Regions from separate parts of the Mus musculus genome. Here region 1 is linked to region 2. A link is a contact called in public promoter capture Hi-C data. All regions are on one chromosome and are shown on one strand. Each heading gives the region's core, a stretch centred on a gene start, on an enhancer-like site or on the middle of the called end of the contact. The rest is flanking DNA. Distances are from core to core; before and after follow the strand shown.

What was found. Promoter capture Hi-C pulls out the DNA fragments that hold promoters and counts their contacts.
Region 1: a promoter capture Hi-C map of liver shows a contact between it and region 2, with 2.1 times the contacts expected there. The contact joins the promoter of Ces1g here to the promoter of Ces1c in region 2. A contact is called at or near these places in 2 of 39 promoter capture datasets (both in liver) and 4 of 484 Hi-C or Micro-C datasets (liver and nephron progenitors).

The regions. Positions count from the first base shown.
Region 1 is chr8:93,334,389-93,339,989 of GRCm38.p6, reverse strand. Ces1g (carboxylesterase 1G) reads left to right here and starts at 2,781. Exons shown (of 14, transcript NM_021456.4): 1 at 2,781-2,887; 2 at 4,766-4,970. The coding sequence starts at 2,836.
Region 2 is chr8:93,128,870-93,134,641 of GRCm38.p6, reverse strand. Ces1c (carboxylesterase 1C) reads left to right here and starts at 3,359. Exons shown (of 13, transcript NM_007954.4): 1 at 3,359-3,435; 2 at 3,743-3,947. The coding sequence starts at 3,384.

The sequences.
Region 1 (5,601 bases), core at 1,532-4,031, 210 kb before region 2:
TGTATGTAGACTTGTCTATCCCTTATGTTCAGTGATGTTTGGTTTATAAAACTTGGTCTAACAGCATTTAGGCAAGTAAATATTTACTATTGTTATATCAGCTTTGGATATTGTGCCTTTAATAGTATGTGGTAACCATTTTATCTCTTCTTATTAAATTTGGCTTGGGGTCTACTTTGTCTGACACAGCAATGGTAAGTTCATTTTTCCTTGCTTGGTAAATCATTTTCTCACTGTCCTCTTCCAATGCCTGTGTATGTTTATCACATAGTTGGCTGCTTTTCTGTTGGGTTTGAACATTTTTTTTTTTACCTTCTGTCTTAGTCACCTTAGGAGATCATTGGCTTACCAAGTTGAACATACTTGAGTCTTTCCTGGTTCTCAGTTGTTTATTATCTATTCCTCTCACAAAGTTCATTTCCCCCCCCCCCGCCCCCCGGGTTCCTGTGTTGTTTGTGACTGTCTTGTCCTTCCTCTGTGTTAGAACTTCCCCACTCTCCTTTCCTCCCTTTAAGCCATCAGTTCTCAAACTGTGGGTAGTGGCCTATTGGGGGGTTGAATTATCCTTTCTCAGGGGTCACATATCAAATATCCTGCATATCTAATATTTATATTGTGACTTATAACAGTAGCCCAGTTCCAGTTATGAGGTAGCAACGAAAATAATTTTATGGCTGGGGGTCATCACAACACAGTTGCTTACCTAAAACCAAGTTACTTGTGTGTATGCTTTCAGGGCTGATCATTTGGTGTTGGATAGCCAATTGTTGTGTCCTTACCCAGGTTAGCCTGGTTCTGTGCTCCCAACTCGTTTTAGTTGTGTCTTTGTTTTTAAACAGCTTAGTTATATTACAGCCAAGGAAATAAAGACATTTAGAAACAAATTAATCTGTCTTCACCTGACATTCAGCAGAGACTATTACCCTAACAGAAAATGGATTTCTCTCTTCCAAAGGGCTGCTGGGTCTTAGATCTATAGTATACATGCTATTTTCACATGTGGGATTTAGAATTGTGTGTGTGTGGAGGGGGCGAGGCAAGGAAGGGGAGAGGGAGGGAGAGGACAGTAACTAGAGATGGGACTCTTATAAATGAGGAAAATATCCTTAGAGAGTTGAGATCATTGAAAATCTTGAAGGCTCGACTGATTCAAGGCTTTCTCAGAAGCCCTAATGTATAGAGAAGGAACATAGCTCTTTCTCTAAACCAGGAACAAGTTTGGCAGAGCCAGTAATAGCCTGAACCCAGGGACATGAGAGCTTTTTCCTGATGTAGGAGAAGGAACACATTTACTTATCTAAAACCAAGAATTTACTTAGTAGAGACATTAATGGCTTGGATCCAGCACCTTGGGGAAGCTGTGGCTTTGGATCCTGAAAACCTAATTCTTCCTTCTATATTTATGGTTACAAGTCCCAATGCCACTGTGTGTTGGTCTCAAGCTTTTCAGATACCCTGCATTTCTCTTTTGCAACATTGCTTGATTAACTTCCTGCTGACTTCATCTCATTGTAAGATTGTTTCTGCTGGCTCTATCTGATTTCTCTCCCAGGGATAGTATATAAGATGCTATACTTCTTAGTAAATTTGCTTGGCATAACCCACTGCTTGTGTAAGATTTCTTAAGCCCATCTTTTCTATCTCCTTAACTCTGACACCCTGCACCTTGTTTCTCAGGACTCTATCATTCAGGAATGAATTGCTGGCCTAGGTCAGAAACCCACATGGCACAAAAGCTCAGAGGTTAGCCAGCTGGGAGGAGAACAGGGATAAACAAGAAGGGTGTGCGAGGGCAAAGTGGGAGGAGGACAAAAAAGGAAATAAATTTAAGGCATATTTATGAAAGTGCCACAATACTGCCTACAAATGATTTTAAAGAAGATACTGTAGACCCTTAGGCAGAACAGAACCCCAAACACATAGCTAAATTAGAAAATGATGCTGCACATGTTGCCTTGGTTACATGAGTGTGGGGCAGTTTAGTCTCTCACTGAAGAAAACTACATTCACAGATATCTGGGGGTGGGGGTGAGGGTGGTAATAGAGTGCTAGGCTTGCAGTTTTCCTTTCCCATTTTCTTTCCTGTAGAAGGAAATGCTAGTCATTGTGGTTAATGTTTGAATAATGGACGGATAATGAATAGGCAGATAATTAGACTATGGAGGGATACCTACTATGGGGAGAAACTGTCTCCAAACCCCTGTTCTTTAAAATAGTGATCTCTCTGACCTTAGAGTAGAGTAGAAGAAGACAGAGCACTTGATAGGAGTATTGTAAGGGCAGTATTTAGACATCAGCAGACCCTGGATAAAGTATAAAGACCAACCATGGGTCTAGAACTCAAGGAAGCACAAGCCCAGGGATGCCAAGAGATGTATTCAGATCATGGATCTGAGATGTTTGGAGGTTTTGATTTGTTCTAAAATTTATCATTGTTTACTGGAGATGTCAAATCAAAGCTTTTCCCTGTCTGAAGGCCTGCTGTGCTACTCTCTGCCTTTGGGAGGCCGACAGAACACTGAGGTTTGAATTCCAAAGGGGAGAAACATTATGTAAGATGTTCCTTGGTTAGTTTATGGACCTCTGTTATCTGAGAGCTGTCCAATGGCTGGTCAAATAAGAGAGAGAGTTTGTTTAAACTCTAGGTCGGTGTGACTAAGAAGTCCCATTAGGCGCCCAGAGAGCTCTCAGTCAGGAATTTTCATTTGGTGATTCTATGCAAATTGGCTTAGTGGGCAGGATTTCAGGCATGAGTTTATAGCTGTGGGGCAGGATCAGTGCATTATCTCCACCACCAGACACCTCACTAGACCCCAGAGCTGCTATTCTTCCATGATGTGGCTCTGTGCTTTGAGTCTGATCTCTCTCACTGCTTGCTTGAGTCTGGGTGAGTACTTCCGGGTGCACATTTGAAATTCTTTGTCCTGGGCCTTGGTGAATGCAGATGCATTCAGGAAAATTAAAAACAGATCCCATTTCTTAGAGGTGTTCATCCGCCAGACATGGACAGAATACACCAGTTACTCTAAGCTGAGGGCTTTGGAGTTTTATGTCCTTGAGTGAGGAATTTAATTTTGCCGTGCCTGCTTCTTCCCCATTGGGTTGCAGTCCAGTGTGAAATGAACAATTTTCTGTAACACTCTGAATACCGGCTGGTCTAGGGGATATTATATATATATATATATGTGCTTTAAAGTAGAGTATATCCATAGGAAGTTTGACTTGTAGAATTAGCCAAGAACTGTTGAGCATTGAAAAGGTAATTTCTTCCTGAAAATTTCCCGAAAAGGGGTGGGGCAAAGCAACGAAGTTATGGCAGAGGGAGATGCACTGGGTTATTAAGAAGGCTGAGGCAGAATGGAAGCTGCTGTCAAAGGTCTTTGTCATGGTTTACCCTGGAAAGAAGAGGGGAGACAGGGGACAGTGATGTAGCCTTTCCTAGTTGGGATAATTTCAGAGAATTTGAAGATTTAGAAGTTAGTCTATAAATTTCTGATATACATCTCCAGATCATTGCGTAACTCTTTCCTCTCATTATAGAAGTGTCTACTATAGCATAGAATCTTGGAAGTCACACAAAATAGCAATGCTGTTACCTATGGACATTTTAACACATATGTGTCTCAGGAAAGATACCTCATTGTGTCTGGTAACCTAAAAGCAAAGAGACTAAGCATAGGGCTTTCCTCAGTGCATGGCATGATTTTTTTATAACACTGTTTATAGCACTATCAGCTACTCTTGATAACAGACACTCTCAAAACTATGGTGGGCTTGTTGCATTGTTAAATCATTGGCCTTGAAGGAAAAACATCTCAAATAAAACATACCTTAAGTCAGAGATCCACAGCAGGCAGAAAGAGAACAAATGAGAAGCTGTGGGGAGATGAGGGAAAGACTTCACAGAGCAAGAATAGAGCTGAGGCAGTAGTTATGCAAAAGTCCAATACCCAAATTTTCTCCCTCTGCATGATCATGCTTAATGTTATGACTCGCCTCTTCTAGAACCTGAGTGATCCCATAGCTATTTATTGTGATTATTTACCCACTACATAAAGCTCCTTAACTAGGTATTTGGTATCCTTCTTTACACATCCCCAATAACACAGGATTATAATCTCTCCCCTTGGACTGACCTGGTCATATTCATATGCCATTTTCTTTTCCCAGAAGTGCCTTGCATGGTGCTGTCTCTAGCCCTCTGTGCTCCATGCTTATTCTTCATTTACTCTCATTTTGTCATCTCCCTGCTCTTCTCTGAGTCTGATGTTCTCAATGATGACACCAGCCAAAAGGCCTCATTCATTCTAATTTCTGTATCTCTCTTTTCCTTCTCGAAAGTCCCAACCTCTTTATTATCTGAAGAAAGTGTGTCTGTGGTCCTTCTCATGAGGTCATCCTCCCAAGGGTTGGGCCACTGTTGGTCATTGTCTCATTCAGCACACAGCTCAGCACTGAGATATGGATAAATGTCTCCAGCGGTGTCTAAGAGAGAAAGAAAATGATATGTTTATTCACAATGGACTTTTTTTTTTTTTTTTTGCAACTACTTTGGTTAATTTTATACATCCAGTTCCAATTTTCTCCTTCCATCATCCTTCTGATATAGGAAGAAAATTTCCTTCATCTTACATGAAAAGAAGCCATGGCCTAGAGGGTTGAGGTAGTAGTTAAGCTCACATGCCTACAAAGTGACAAAGCCTGCCTGGAATCCAGGTCTGACCATTTCCCTTCTGTTTCATCCTCATTTTCTCTTGTCAAACAGGACACCCATCCTTACCGCCTGTGGTACACACCGTTCATGGCAAAGTCCTGGGGAAGTATGTCACCTTAGAAGGATTCTCACAGCCTGTGGCCGTCTTCCTGGGAGTCCCCTTTGCCAAGCCCCCTCTTGGATCTCTGAGGTTTGCTCCACCAGAGCCTGCAGAGCCCTGGAGCTTCGTGAAGCACACCACTTCCTACCCTCCTTTGTAAGCCACTGGGGCCCTGTTTGGGGACCTTGTTCTTATAAATTGAGCACCAACTTCCTGAATGTTTTAGATGTCTTTCTATTGCTGTGTAGACACCATGACCAAGGCAATTATAGGAGAAAGAGTTGAATTTGAATGGGGACTTACAGTGTCAGAGGATGAGTCCATGACCATCATGTCAAGGGGCATGGTAGCACTCTAGCAGGCATGATGCTTGAGCAGTAGGTGAGAGCTCAGATCTTAAAACAATCATGGACCAACGGTAGGGGAAGTAACTCAGAATGTTGTGCATTTTGAAACCTTAAGCCTACCCCCAGAGACACACCTCCTCCACCAAGGCCATACCTCCCAAACAGTTTCACCAAGTGGGCATCAAGTATCCAAATGCATGAGCCTCTGGAGGTCACTCTTATTTAAGACACCATACTAAGTAACTGTCCGTGAGGTAGTTGTCTAACATCTGTGCTTCAATTTTTATTCTATAAAATGGGGAAAATAATAAATGTGTGTGGTTCATGTGGGTCTTAAATGACTTTTGCTCATAAAGAGTAAGTGTTTGAATACTTGAAGGACTCCATAATTGCCTCCATTCTTCTCTGTGTTGGACCATTAAGTTCTCCTATAAGGGCAG
Region 2 (5,772 bases), core at 2,110-4,609:
TTATTTATTTCAGTTTGAAAGGTTCCTTTAGAAGGATTTAGGTCACAAGTTTGATGGAGACATAGTCTCTTACTTATTTCTGTCTGCAGATATCCACATCCCCATCCTCCTTCCCACTAGGGTGGTCTCAGTTTTTGCCTTCAGGTCTATAAGATTTGTGTCAACTCTCTTCCTAGATTGTTGCATTTAAGTTGAAGAGAGACATTGTTTGAAGTTTAAGGGCTGGATGTAGATGTCCCTCTTTTCTAGGGTGGAAAGTGCCTCTCTATTCCAGGTGCTTGGACTTGGTTGCATACCTGCCTTCTTCAGACTATTTTTTCACATACAAAAATCAAACAGCCAGCCTGGCCTGCCTAGATTTCCTTAACTCTTATGAGGACACTTTGGTGTGTGAACATCTGGACTGTTGATGCATCATGGGAAGAGACAAATGGAGGATCTGGGTTGCTGTTTTGTTCCATCAACTTTACCAATGAGCCAGGTATCTCAGATCCATCAGTATTCAAATGTCCAGGTATCTCAGATCCATCAGTATTCAAATGTCCTCTCTTATAGTCACCTCTGCTTCACTGTCATTACAAAATATAAAATGGGTTGTCATTTTCTTCTTGTAAACAACTGGATTTCTGTTAATGATTTTAGTTTTTACACAAACACATACATACAGACAGACAGACACACACACACACACACACACACACACACACACACGTGTGTGTGTGTGTGTGTGTGTGTGTGTGTGTGTGTGTGTGTGTGTGTTTGCAACTACTCCTGGAGGCTTGAAGAAGGCGACAGATTCCCTGGATCTAGAGTAACTGTAGCTGTGAGTTGCCCAAAATGGATGCTTGGAATGGAACTTACACCCTATAGTGCCACAGACCACCCAAGTCAGGTATGGGGGGGGGGTGTCTTCTGACATGATAATCCTCGAAAGCTAGGTTGGTAAAGATTCAGTGGTGACAAACAGAAACAAACACCGAGTCACTTTGAATCTGAGTGCATTTTGCAGCTCTCAATCAAGGATTTTTATACATTAAAAAAAAACCCAACTATTACAACTCTGAGAGGTTGTGTTCAGTGAAGCAGTCATGGATATGACAGATATCATTATAGTCACTTGGCACAGTAAAGCACAAAAATCATGCAAGGCTATCAGCATAATTCTAAGAGCAGGTTAATAAATGTTTATGGTTAGATATTATTTAACAACATCCAGTACCTGTTCTTTTTGTGAATCTTCAAAACATAAATTTAAACTATTTTAATTTTTTTTTATTTAAAACTTTCTAAAACAATATACCAAAGCCCAATTCTGATGACACATGGGTAGCCATATGAAATTTTATTGTTGGAAAAGTTTTTCTCTATCAATACTATCTTGTAAATAATTTATGAAGTGAAGCCCTGATTTCCCCAGAGATAAGGTCATGGCTAGTGCCCCCATCTCAAGGGATAGTCTTATACCCATTATTCTTGCTTAAGATATTAGCCTAGGCCATCAGGAACATCTCATAAGTAAGAAAAAGAATAAGAGAAGATAAAACAGATAAATTGCCATGAGAACTATGGTTCAATATTTTTTCTCTGGGCAAGAATTACACAACTGGTTCCAGGAGACCTCCGTGTTTTGAAGTCTACCACCTCAGTCTGTGGAACTTATCACAGAGATCCTACTGGAGATGGTGGGGCACTATTCAATATCAACATGGGCTCTGTCTCTTTACAACTGAGCCAATCTCTCCATTCTCAAGCAATTTAATTTTTTTTAAAGTCTTATTTTACTTATGTCCCCTGTTCCCACTCCAGACACCAAAAACTCCAAAGACTACCCTTTCCAGTCCCACACAAAAAAAGTGTTTCTCTCAATTCCTTAAACAGGGTCAAAGCAAAGCTAAATTATATATATACAGTGACCCTTTGCCACAAAGTTTCCAAATGTTCTGCAGAGAGACACATGCTTCTTTGTTTCTAGGGTTGAGAAACAGAAATAATACCACATAGTTAAAGCAGAAATCAAGCAATACATATTCTGTTTATTTTGCCCTACATTCCAGTGGACTTAAGGCCAAACATTTGGGGCATTTTAATTAATTTATAGATAAGGTCTGTAGATGTGCATCAGTCATCAAGAGCAATGGCTGCTTTTGTAGAGGACAGGTGTTCAATTTCCAATACCCATTTATTGGTTCTCAATTTATAACTCCATTCCCTGAAGTCCTGAAGCCCTCCCTCTTCTGGCCACTGTGGGTATTACATGCATATACTGCATAGACGTATATGCACACAAATACTCATACACTTAAAATAAAAATAAAATCTCCAAGAAAGAAAGATTTCATAGAAAGAGGCATGTGTGGATGATTAGCCAAAAGATTGTGGTTCACAGAGTTTATTTGACATAAAAACAATGGAGTATTTGAGTAAGAACTGTTCCGATAGTCTCAGGCATTCAAACACTCCTTGACCAGGCAGTGCTGTTGTTTGGAGATATTTAGAAGATGTAGCCTTATTAGAGGAAGTATGTCAGTGAAGGTAGGCTTAGAGAATTTAAAGCTTTCTTGTTTCTAGTTCACTCTCTGCTGTGAGCTTACATTTAAATATTATGAGCTCTCATCTCTCTGTTCCAACCATCTGGTTTGCTACGTGTCACCATGCTTCTGCTCTGCCATTGTAGACTCCTCTACCTCTGAATACTCTCTCTTCCTTATGTTGCCTTTGCTCTATGCGTTTCATCAGAACAACCAGGAGTAACTAATACAAACATTCTGTTTAAACATCCCTGCTCCAAAAGCAGTGAGATCATTAACAGAGAAGGTGTGCATTGGCGCTTCAGGCCACCAGGCAAGGATAGTTGGCATATGAAATAAATGTTGGCTGAAGAGTGAGATTAGAAATCTTCCAAACTTGAGAGCATCTTTTCTAGGAAATAGCAGCCCATGGCAGCTGGAAAGTGTGCAATGTTCCCAGCAGAGAAACACTGGGGATGTGAAGTGCTCTTAATTCTCCAGCTTGTGTGGGAATCCTAACCCAAAGCTTCTGCCTGCCTCCATGCATTTGCTTGCTGGTGCCTACCTTGAGAAGTTCAAAGTGCACTGAGTTTTTATTTCAAACAGAAGTGTTTGCATAAGAGGTTGGATGAGTTTGTGGCCATTTGGTATCAGAGTGTGGGTAGTATCTTTAAAGAAAAAGAAGAGTAAACTCGTAGTGGGTGTGGCTTGGAGGTCCTAACAAACACCCAGGGAGCTCTTTGGAGGAGGGGGAGCTTTATGTAATTATGCTAATTGGTCTAGAGGAGGGTCCACAGCAAAGAGGCAGGAACAAGGCTTTCTATTTAAGCAGCAGACACCTCCCTGTCTCTAAGAGCTCCTCTCCTTCCTTCCAACATGTGGCTCCATGCTCTGGTCTGGGCTTCTCTTGCTGTTTGCCCAATTCTGGGTAAGTACTTCTGGATTACAAACATTGGGTTACACATATGGAAATCTGTCTTTGATGAAGTAGGTGAAATGTATACAGGGCAGGCACAAAGCAGAGCACTGACTCTTGTGCTGGCTTAGATGGGCGACTTTTATACCTCCAAACAGATTATGTTTTAGTTGACCCTGTATTTAATGTTGGAAGGAAAAGAGGCCTTAGAAGATTCAAATGACTATCAATGATACAAGCCTAAAAGTGATTAAACCAACCATGAATCCAGGTTTGATCTACCCCCTCTGATGTGTCCTCACATTTTCTCGACCATCAGGACACTCACTCTTACCACCTGTGGTGGACACCACACAAGGCAAAGTCCTGGGGAAGTATATCAGCTTAGAAGGATTTGAACAGCCTGTGGCCGTCTTCCTGGGAGTCCCCTTTGCCAAGCCCCCTCTTGGATCTCTGAGGTTTGCTCCACCACAGCCTGCAGAGCCCTGGAGCTTCGTGAAGAATGCCACCTCCTACCCTCCTATGTAAGCCACTGGGATGGGGACTATTTTAGTGAGTATGTGTTGAGATAAATATTTAATGTTAATTGGAGGTTTCTGCCATTCCTTGGATCATTTAGTTCCCAAATGAAAAACATACAACCTTTATATTTATAGTAAGACTTTAAAGCACTGGAGTTGGGCAGATATTTAATGTCTAAGCTTTTTTGTCTATTTCTCTATTAATAACCCTGAGATATAATTTACCATGTTTCGCCTGGGCTGCTCTTACACTAACTGGCCAGCCTTTGTGGCTATGTTTTTATGATTCACCTCCCCAGTGCCATCTGTCTTCTCTTCACTTTCTCTGCCCCATCTCATAGTCCTATCTCAGACCCCAAGCCCAGGAATTGAAATTCTGTTTACCTCTCTTCTTCCCAGCTATAGGCTGTAGGCATCTCTATTGACCAATCAAGGATACCTTGTGATGGCTACACAGCATCACTTGCTGTAACTGAGGATCTCCTCTTCCCTGAGGCAACCAGAGCCAGTACTTAGCATTACAATACATAGCAACAGTGATCCAGTATGGAGATGAGGCAATCCTCTGATTAGCTATATTAATAGTAACTACTGGCATCCCTGAGAGCATGGTTAAATATGGTCTAGTTACTAAGTACACTCGTAGTTTTCCAAACCCTTTATTTAGGACAAACTTACTAAGTACATGTGGTGAATCAGTAATATTCTGGGTTTTCACAAACTATTTAAGGAAATAAATCTGTACTTTGTGAATCTTTTATCCTATTGGATGAAAAGAGAAAATGAGAAATCTGTGGACCAGAACATCAAGTATATAATAACCTAGAATATCCTAAATACTTTGGAAAATAGCAATTGATCAGATAAGGTCAATGAGAAGTGAGCTGCTATAGTACTCTGATTTGAACTTTAGTGTTGCTTAGGAGTGTGGTAGCTGTGGACTGGTATGTGAAGAGAATAGTAAAGATGACTGAAAGTTCTCACACCCAGATCTACCTAGCTACCTACTAACAAGCAACTATTAAGGGTGTGTCACATCACCCCTGGCAACTGAGTGAACAAGCCCGAGAATTCCAGATGGCCTCATGGCCACCTAGGAGAACCTCAAACACATACAAATGTCGGATCAGACAGCATTCATATCCTCTTCAAGGTTCCTATGGGAGTTTCCAGGATTCTGTTTCTGGCTGTCTTCTTACCATTCCATGCCTTTCATCTACAAATAATATTTGCTATGTTTTCATTTTGCTTGCAAAGTAAGACAATACTCTAACACACACACACACACACACACACACACACACACACACACACACACACACACAAGAGAAGGAGAGTTAAAATCATGTACAATTCAACAGCCCAGAGTTAGCTGCTATTAACAATTGAGATCATGCTTTCAAGGCCTTTGTCTGTGTAATTCCTCCATTAAACAGAGAATATAAATAGAGAGTGTGGGTAGCATCCTGGCATATTCATATACATCAGCATCCTTTCATACCATGTATATAATATACATGTTACACATATATGTGGTATGAAAATATATTTTATCTTATAATGTGTAATATAATGTTAATGGTATATAATAACAAATATAATATATAATAAGATTATATGTACATATATGTACATATACATATACATAGTTTAGGTTTTTGGTAATGAACAAAATTCTGATAGATTCATTAAATACAACCATAAACAGTTTGGGATAAGTTTTCAAAGGTCACATTGCTGAGTGAAAAACATGAACTTTGGGTTCATTTGTCTCCATAAACAACCAAACTCTGCACAATTCTCCCATGGAAACTTACAAACTTCTGTC